Regions from separate parts of the Mus musculus genome. Here region 2 is linked to region 1. A link is a contact called in public ChIA-PET data. All regions are on one chromosome and are shown on one strand. Each heading gives the region's core, a stretch centred on a gene start, on an enhancer-like site or on the middle of the called end of the contact. The rest is flanking DNA. Distances are from core to core; before and after follow the strand shown.

Region 1 (3,986 bases), core at 867-3,366:
GAGATAAGGTTTTTCAGACAAGAAGCAATGGCTGTCCTGGAACTGAGATCTGCCTGCCTCTTCCTCCAGATGCTGGGATTAAAGGTGTGTGTCACCACAGCCGGGCTTGTTTTTATATATTTTAAAAATTTGTTTATTTTTATTTTTTAAATTGTGTGTGTGTGTGTGTGTGTGTGTGTGTGTGTGTGAATTTGTGCATGTGAATTCATGGTCATGGAGGCCAGAAGAGGGCATCAGATGCTCCGTAAGAGGAATTAGAGGAATCTGGGAAACTGTGAGCTTCCTGATGTGGGTTCAGGCGTTCTGGAAGAGCAGCACACACTCTGGACTGCTGAGCCATCTCTCTGGAGCCTTTCTCTCTTTCTTTCTTCTTCTTTCTTCTCTTCCTCCTCTTCTTCCTTCTTCTTTCTTCCTTCTTCCTCCCTCCCTCCTCTTCCTCTTCCTCCTCCTTTCTTCTTGAGACAGGGTCTCACTATGTAGCCTTGATTAGCCTGGAATTTGATATGTAAACCAGGCTGGCCTTAAACTTGGAGCCACCCAGCCTTGCTCTTTTATTTTTAATATTTTTTATTGAGAATGCCACACATACATATTTATTTTTGATAAAGTTCACCCTTCATTACTTCCCTGTCCTTGCCACCACTACTCCTTCCCGATGGTGCACTTATGTATGTGCACGTTTATGTATGCGTGTGTGTGTGTGTGTGTGTGTGTGTGTAACTCACTGAATCCATTTAGGGCTGCCAGCATATGCAAGATCATGGGTCACGTGGCTTCTCAGAAGTTGTATCCTTGAAGAAAGCTGACTTTCCCTCTCCCAGGAGCTATCAGCTGCCAGGGACTTCTCAGTTATATTTAAATGAGAGCCCATCTTTTATTTTATTTTATTTTTTGTGGGGAGGGGGTAGTTAAAGCACCACCAACTGATGCAAGGCAAACCGGGGTAGTTGTGGGTAGTTTAACACGAAGAAAGGCTTCTGGGTTCTGGATTTCCTAAGGACAGGAAGTAAGGGGTGAAAATCCATTCAAAGGGCGCATTCTTCAAAGTAATCTAGAGGGTTCTGGAAAAGGAGAGGCACCTAAGAGGGCAGATCTCAGGCCCAGTTAAGGTGTAACCTGCTTATGAGTACTAAGAAGTCTGCCCAGTGGGCTTCAGCCGTGTGACAGCCTGATGCCATCATCACATTAGCGTTTGTCTCGCGTGAGCTATTGCATACCTGGGCATGGGCCTGCCTGTCCTCAGTGTCAGCACTGTATAAGAGGGCATGGTGACAGAGGAGCTCAGTGGTGCCTTAGTATTAGGTTATTGCTTTATAGTCCTGCGAAGGGGTTCCATTTCTCATTGCTATGGCGTTGGATAAGCTCAAGACCTGACTTCTCTGATACGATTTTGTTTCACCCATGATTTAACTTAATTGCATCTGTAGGTGGTGATTTCATTTGCACGAGAGATTTTTTTTACTGTTTGTTTGTTTGTTTATAGACAGGGTTTCTTTGTCTAGCCCTGGCTATCCTGGAACTTGTTAGACCAGGCTGGCCACAAACTCAAGAGATCTGCCTGCTTCTGCCTCCCAAGTGCTGGGATTAAAGACGAGTGCTACCACCTCCCAGCTTGTACAAGTAAAATGAAGAGTCGTTCTGACTCAGTTTCAGGTAAAAATGGAGCCAATTGCTGCTTTATAAGTTAGACTCACTCAGAGAACTGCACAACCTTAAGATAGCAGTTGTACACAGCATAGTAAGTGTGACTTTGAAACAGGACACTGATCAGATCAAAGAGTTTACTTTCACTAGGGTGTGTTGGGTGGGTGGGGCAAATAAACCATCTTTTTAGGAGCTGCCTTGGAGGTTCACATCCAACCTATAAGAGACCACAATATTCTGGACGTCGTGAGTCACTGGGATGGATGGAACGAGTCTTTTGGTGATCTGGGCAGGCACACCGTTAGACTCGTTTGACAGCTGGGGGTCCAAGAGGTGTTTGTCTTAAATGAGCACATTTCCAGTGACTCGTACGCATTCATGGCTACATATTGGGCCTGGCCATCCAATTCTGATGCCACACAGCAGTTTTTTGTTGTTATTTTTTTTAAACCGGCACACAATGAGTACCAGACCCCGTCCAAGAGAAGCCACCTAACCTGACAGGCAGAAAAGTCAATCACCAAAGGCAGGTGGAGGGATCTACAGCATCAGCACCTCCGGGCACCGAAATCAAATGAGACTACGCCCTGCGCGCATGCTCCTGGACGGCACGCCGTTCGCGCGGCGCCGAGTGACATCACTGACAAGCGCCAACAGGAAGGGCGCAGCGCGTCGCACGTGTCCGGAGGCGGCGGGCGGGCCCATGGCGAGCTCTGCGGGGCTGGCACTGTGCGCCCAGACGCTGGTGGTGCGAGGAGGCAGCCGGTTCCTAGCCTTCTCCACTACGGGCAGGTAAGAGGCCCGGGCTGAGGGCAGCGGGGCCGGCGCGGCAGTGTTCTGTGTCCTCCCGGATTCCCTGTCCTCGGCGCCTCTTCACCACGGCGCAACGCCCCGTAACCTGCCCGGCGGGTCCCGGGCGCTCTCTCTGTTCAGAGTAGGGGTACTTCCGGACTCTGAGGCGCCTGCGCTGCGCTGGGAGGGCTAAGTCACGTGGGTGTCGCATTGCCCAGGCTTCTAGGGGGTCCTGGTGTTCAATTTTGGCCCGCTTGGCACCTCCCTGATGAGGGTCATATATTAGGGAACCCTAAAGGTTTTCTCACTGAGCACAAAACATGCTCTATCTTTGGTCTGCGTCTTGCAACCGGGCTCTAGTTGCTCTTAAGGGATTTTGGGTTCTTAACCCGACTCCTCCCAAAGGCAGGACGCACGCAGAACCTGAAGTGAGCATCTCCCTAAAGACCCTTCACACGACATAAAGTTTTGCTTTATGTTATTTCTGTCTTTATGTATACGTTGTGCTCGGTCAAAGGATTCTTTGAGCAAGTAGTTGATTACCACGAGCCTAGAGGATCAGTGGCAGTCCGTATCGGCTTCTTTTTTTCCCCTTCCCGTTTAGTTTTGGTACATGTGAAGATTAGGAACGTTCCTCAATTTGTGCCTTTTGGGGAATGCCATTGGCCAACAAAGTTTCAGACTTGGAAAATGACTCTTCTTTCTGCAGTTGAGTGTTTAACTGGAGAAGTCTTTGGTGCCTGCCACTTTATAGGTTGTCAGGGTACAGGGTCAGAGCAAAAGAAGGGAGCTTAAGTTCTGATTTGGAAAGTGTTTGATTCCCACATGAGTAAGAGCCTGGAGCTCACGGGGGCAGGTGAGACTTGTTTCTGAATTCTGTAAAGACAGCCTCAGCAGTTATAAATTTGGGAGGAAAGCCGAGTTGAAAAATAATACCAGAGGGCTTGAAGAACTGGCTGTTCTTCCAGAGGTCCCGAGTTCAATTCCCAGCAGCTACATGGCGATTTATAACCATGGATAATGAGATCTGGTGCCCTCTTCTGGTATGCAAGCATACATGCAGGCAGAACACACACACGCACATGCACACATATATAATAAATTAATTAAAAAATCAGAACTGGTGGGGTAATGGGGGATGGAGGTGGAGGTGGTAGGGGCAGCGGTACTGGACACCTTTGATCCTGGCACTCAGGCAGAGGCAGGTGGATATCCAAGTTCAAGGCTAGTCTGGTCTACAGAGCAAGTTCCAGGACAGCCTGTGCTATACAGAGAAACTACCACCATAACAAAAAAAAAACAGTATCAGAATATAATTTCCTTAGAATCAACAGGTTGGCGGCTGGAAGAATACTATATTGATTAAGAGTACCATGGCACACTGATTGATGTATACTACTAGGAGGTTAAGCAATGGCAGTTCTTGGCTCTTCTCTGTCATGGCTAAGACCCATAATGTAATGACGATGGAATGTTTTTGTTCCAAGAGAAAGATGTTCACTCCTGTCTCTTCCCTTTAGTGATGATGACTGTGTCTTCACATACGACTG
Region 2 (3,986 bases), core at 476-2,975, 540 kb before region 1:
TTGACAAAGGATTTTAATCTTCCTAGCCCAGTTTTGCCGGCCTCTATGTTGTGTATCATGGGGTCCACAGAGGCCAGATGTGGGCACTGACTAGATCTCCTAGATCTGGAGGTTTAGACAGTTGTGAGCTACCATGTGGGTTCTAGAACTGAACCTGGTCCTCTAGAAGAGCGGCCAGTGCTCTTGACCATGGAGTCACCTCTCTGCCTTTCCTTCCCCATTAAAACCTTAACTGTAGAAAGCACCAATAAAATTTCAAATAAATACCACATGGGTGTTACCCACACACTGCAGGCACCGGATGGATGGAAAGTATGTGCAAAGGGTCTTGCATGGAGGCATTTCCCAGGGTACTTGCTTAGGTGAACGCAATGAGGGTGGCCACCCACGGATTAATTTCCCTATGACCCGAAGTCTTGGATTTGGCCGGGCTGCCCTTGGTGGGGTGTGTACTGGGTGAGAACAACTCTTCTTACCTTCACAGAGGTCCTGGAACCTGTAAAAAAACAAAAAACAAAAAAGCACATGGAAGTTCAGAGTTCACAGCTCAGGTTTTGAACATAAAACGGGAATCCGGATACTCAGTGCTCACTCTCTCCTCCACAGGGAGGCTAGGGGACAGCCCCACCTAGGGATGCGGTGAGTCAGGAAGGAAGAAGCCTAGGACAAAGGTGCTTTCCATTCCACCAGCTCTGCATAGGACACAGTGGCACACAATACCAAGAGATCCCATGTCTGTCTCGCTTGTTTCTGAAGGCAGACAACTTAACGCTCTGCTATGTTCAGGGGAGGTTTGCCCACTAGGGTTCTCTTTATGCATCAGACCAAATAACCAAAGCTGAGGCTATGAGGGATGTACATAGGGCTGGGATGGGTCGCTGGGGCAGGCAGGTCAGCCCTAGTACCCACACTGAAGCCCCTGGCATGCCTTTGGAGGTCCAGCTATAAAGCACGAGAACTTATGGATGCCATCTACTGGGGAATTCTTTAAGAGCCATTTTTGGTGTGTCCACACATTTGCAGGTGAGCACACGTGCATGTAGAGTCAGAGGTTGATACCAGGTATCTTCCTCAGCCACTCTCCCCTGGGTCTCTCATTTGAACTCAGAATTTATCAATTTGGCTAGTCTAGTTATCTTGCTCTAGGAGTCCCATCTCTGCCTCCCAACCAAGTGAGCTGCCTTGATGCCTGGAACTTCATGGGTGCTGGGATTAGACATGAGACTCCACACCTGCCAGCCACTTCCATTCGTACTGAGGATCTAAACTCTAACCTTCATTCTTTATTCATTGGGTCGAGTCCCTACCTCCTTTCTAAAGGCATTCATAATATTAAAGGATCGAGCTCAGATCAGTTACTGCCATGTGGTTATGAATAAAGTGATAAAAGATAAAGAAAAAGGCAGCGGGGGCTGGAAAGATGGCTCAGAAGTTCCAGAGGACCTGAGTTTGGTTCCTGGTACCCACACTGGATGCCTCACAACTGCCTGTAACTCTAGTTCCAGAGCACCACTTTGTTCGGGCCGCTGCAAGAGCACACATACACAGACACACACTGACACATCTAACAGTAAATACATCTTTAAGAGAAGGAAAGAAACGTGGGAGAGTGCTGGTGTGGCCACAGGATCTCACTTGCTACTTACTTTCTGACTAGTCTGCAGAGTCGCTTCCTGTTGAAAGGCGGGGTGCTTTTTGAGTTGGCTATTTCCAGGAGTCGATCAGCAACAGCCTTATAGTCAAACTACCACAAAGAGACAGGAAACCCAAGCAGTGGTGAGACAGCCTGGCCTGTCTGAGAGTCACCTTCTAGCTGCTGTTGGGAGCAGTCTTCTCCAAACTGGGCTCTCATGCACAGAGAAGAACTGCCTGAGGAGCCTGCTTGTATGCTCATCCTGGGGTCTCAATCTCTATAACTGTCTTTACGTTTTCAAAGCACAATTGTGTACGCATGTGTGGAGTGGCACAGACCTTTAATCCCAGCAGTTGGGGAATAGAGGTAGGTGGATCTTTGTGAGTTCAAGGCCAGCCTGGTTTACATGGCAGTTATTGAGTAGCCAGGGCTACATAAAGGAAAGACCCGGTAACCAACCAACCAACCAACCAACCAACCAACCAACCAACCAACCAAAACTCAAAACTAGAAGCCTGGCATGGTGGTGCACTGGTGTATTCCCAGTACTCGGAGGGGCAGAAGGACCGCTGTGAGCCCCACTCCACCTAGACTATATACAGCAAGATCTGCTTAAAAACAACCCCACCCCCCAAGGCCCCCATAAAGGCTGGTGCTGTTACATGCAGAAGAACAGGCAACAGTGCTTACAAAATGAGGTTCGGGATCTTTCAAAACCCACTTAACTGTTCATTGATTATTTTTGATAGGATCTTTCTGCATAGCCCAGGCGTGTCTGAACTCAGAGACCTGTCAACCTCTGCCTCCCGAATGCTGGGATTGAGTGTGTGTACCACCATGCTTGGCTTCATTTTGTTTTTGTTTTTTTGAAATAGGAGTGTACTAGGTAACCCAGGCTGTTCTTGAACTTGAGACCCTCCTATGTGCTGAGGATCCATGTGAACAACACCACACCAGCCTAAAACCCTTTCAACTGTGTCTCCAACAAGCTCATTCTAAGAATGGTGACATTAATTACAGAAGGGATTATAAAGGACTTTACAATTTAAGCCTTATGGCTTAATGAGCTCTGACTCTAATTCTCTAGCCAAGCCATCCCAGGTCAACCCACATTCTATTAAAAGCAAAAGCTGCTCCCACCTGGAGAGGTGACCCTGAATCTTTCAAGGCTGCACAGATGTCTCTTTCTCTGCTGCCAATGACTCCGTCTCTGAGGCATTCGTCTAGTGCTGCCAAAACACATCCAAAGACAAAGACACAGTCTTGACATTCAAGAATGGATGTGGCTCAGTCCCTCCAGGCTCTGGGTTCAATCCCCATTACCAGGGAGAACACCAGTGACTGCTGCCTGGGGAGATACTTGAAACTGGTCTCCTAAAAATCCTGGTCTTTATTTTATATGCGAAGCTCCAGGTTTTGCCCCTAGGACCAACCCCATACTGAACAACCCTACCCCCACAAAAGGACTCAAGCCTGCAGGAAGGAAGCTGTGTGCTGGAGGGGAGCCAAGGGAACAAGTGCTCCTGACTGCACGGCAGTTCTCACAGGCACAGGCCAAACGTCTCACAAAGGAGGTGAATGGGCTAGGAGGGACAGAAAGAACTTGGCCTAGTGTGAGTGGTGTTGGGACCAACTGTCCACATGTGTCTTTTATGTACCCTGATTTATTTTTTGGGAGGTCTATATGCAGTGAGATGTCAACAAAGTGCTTGATGAAGACTTAAAAACCAAGAACAGAGGAGCCAGCAGGCTTCATCAGGCAAGTACAAGGGGCCCGGATTCAACCTTCAGAATTCACATAAAAAACTCCTGGGCATGGCAGTACAGGCTTCTGGGCTCAGCACAGGGAAGGCAGCAACAGGCGTATCCCTGGGACTCACCAGCCAGCCAGTCCAGCCTAATTAGGCATCTTCCAGGGCAATGAGGAACCTCACCTCAAAATAGGGGTGGGTGAAAGCTGAACAGTGACTCCCAGTGCTGACATCTGGCCTCCACATGAAAGTGTGCGCGAGCACACGCGTTCGTGCACACAGACAAAACTGGTATATAGAAATGAGGAAAACCCAGGCAGCCAATCGACCCAACAGAAAGGAAAGAGTATAAGAGGAAGCCTCTCACCAGCCTTCTTCCCACTGACTGCCTTCCTACAGGCCAACGCCTTCGTAGGGAAGCCACTGCCATCCTCTTTGGTTTTCCGCTCCTCCACAGACTCTTGAGGTACACAGGCAGACTGATCTACAATGACTTCAAAAACACCCCTCGCTACAGTCTGTACCAGCGTGTGGCTGAGGGCAGAAACACATCGGAGAGAACAGGATGAAAACACTTGGCCTGGAGCCTGTGCAGACAGGAA

What was found. ChIA-PET counts read pairs in DNA pulled down with a chosen protein or histone mark.
Region 2: a contact with region 1 is called in an RNA polymerase II ChIA-PET map of memory CD8 T cells, with 32 read pairs. The contact joins the enhancer-like site here to the promoter of Wdr4 in region 1. A contact is called at or near these places in 5 of 39 promoter capture datasets (cranial neural crest, embryonic stem cells, liver and 2 more), 1 of 484 Hi-C or Micro-C datasets (cortical neurons), 9 of 115 datasets of contacts at active chromatin or transcription factors (bone marrow-derived macrophages, double positive thymocytes, embryonic forebrain and 5 more) and 2 of 9 other capture datasets (embryonic stem cells and liver).

Annotation. Positions count from the first base shown.
Region 1 is chr17:31,510,617-31,514,602 of GRCm38.p6, reverse strand. Wdr4 (WD repeat domain 4) reads left to right here and starts at 2,116. Exons shown (of 11, transcript NM_021322.2): 1 at 2,116-2,436; 2 at 3,957-3,986. The coding sequence starts at 2,219.
Region 2 is chr17:32,051,615-32,055,600 of GRCm38.p6, reverse strand. Rrp1b (ribosomal RNA processing 1 homolog B (S. cerevisiae)) reads right to left here. Exons shown (of 16, transcript NM_028244.2): 8 at 3,752-3,918; 9 at 2,774-2,862; 10 at 1,647-1,744; 11 at 477-496. Among named protein-coding and RNA genes, the nearest start is that of Rrp1b, 17 kb to the right of the region's middle. Within about 2 kb of position 1,725, at least 55 of the 459 cell types and tissues checked have an H3K27ac peak or open chromatin away from gene starts, as enhancers often do. A contact at or near this core is called in double positive thymocytes and memory CD8 T cells, where this site is marked.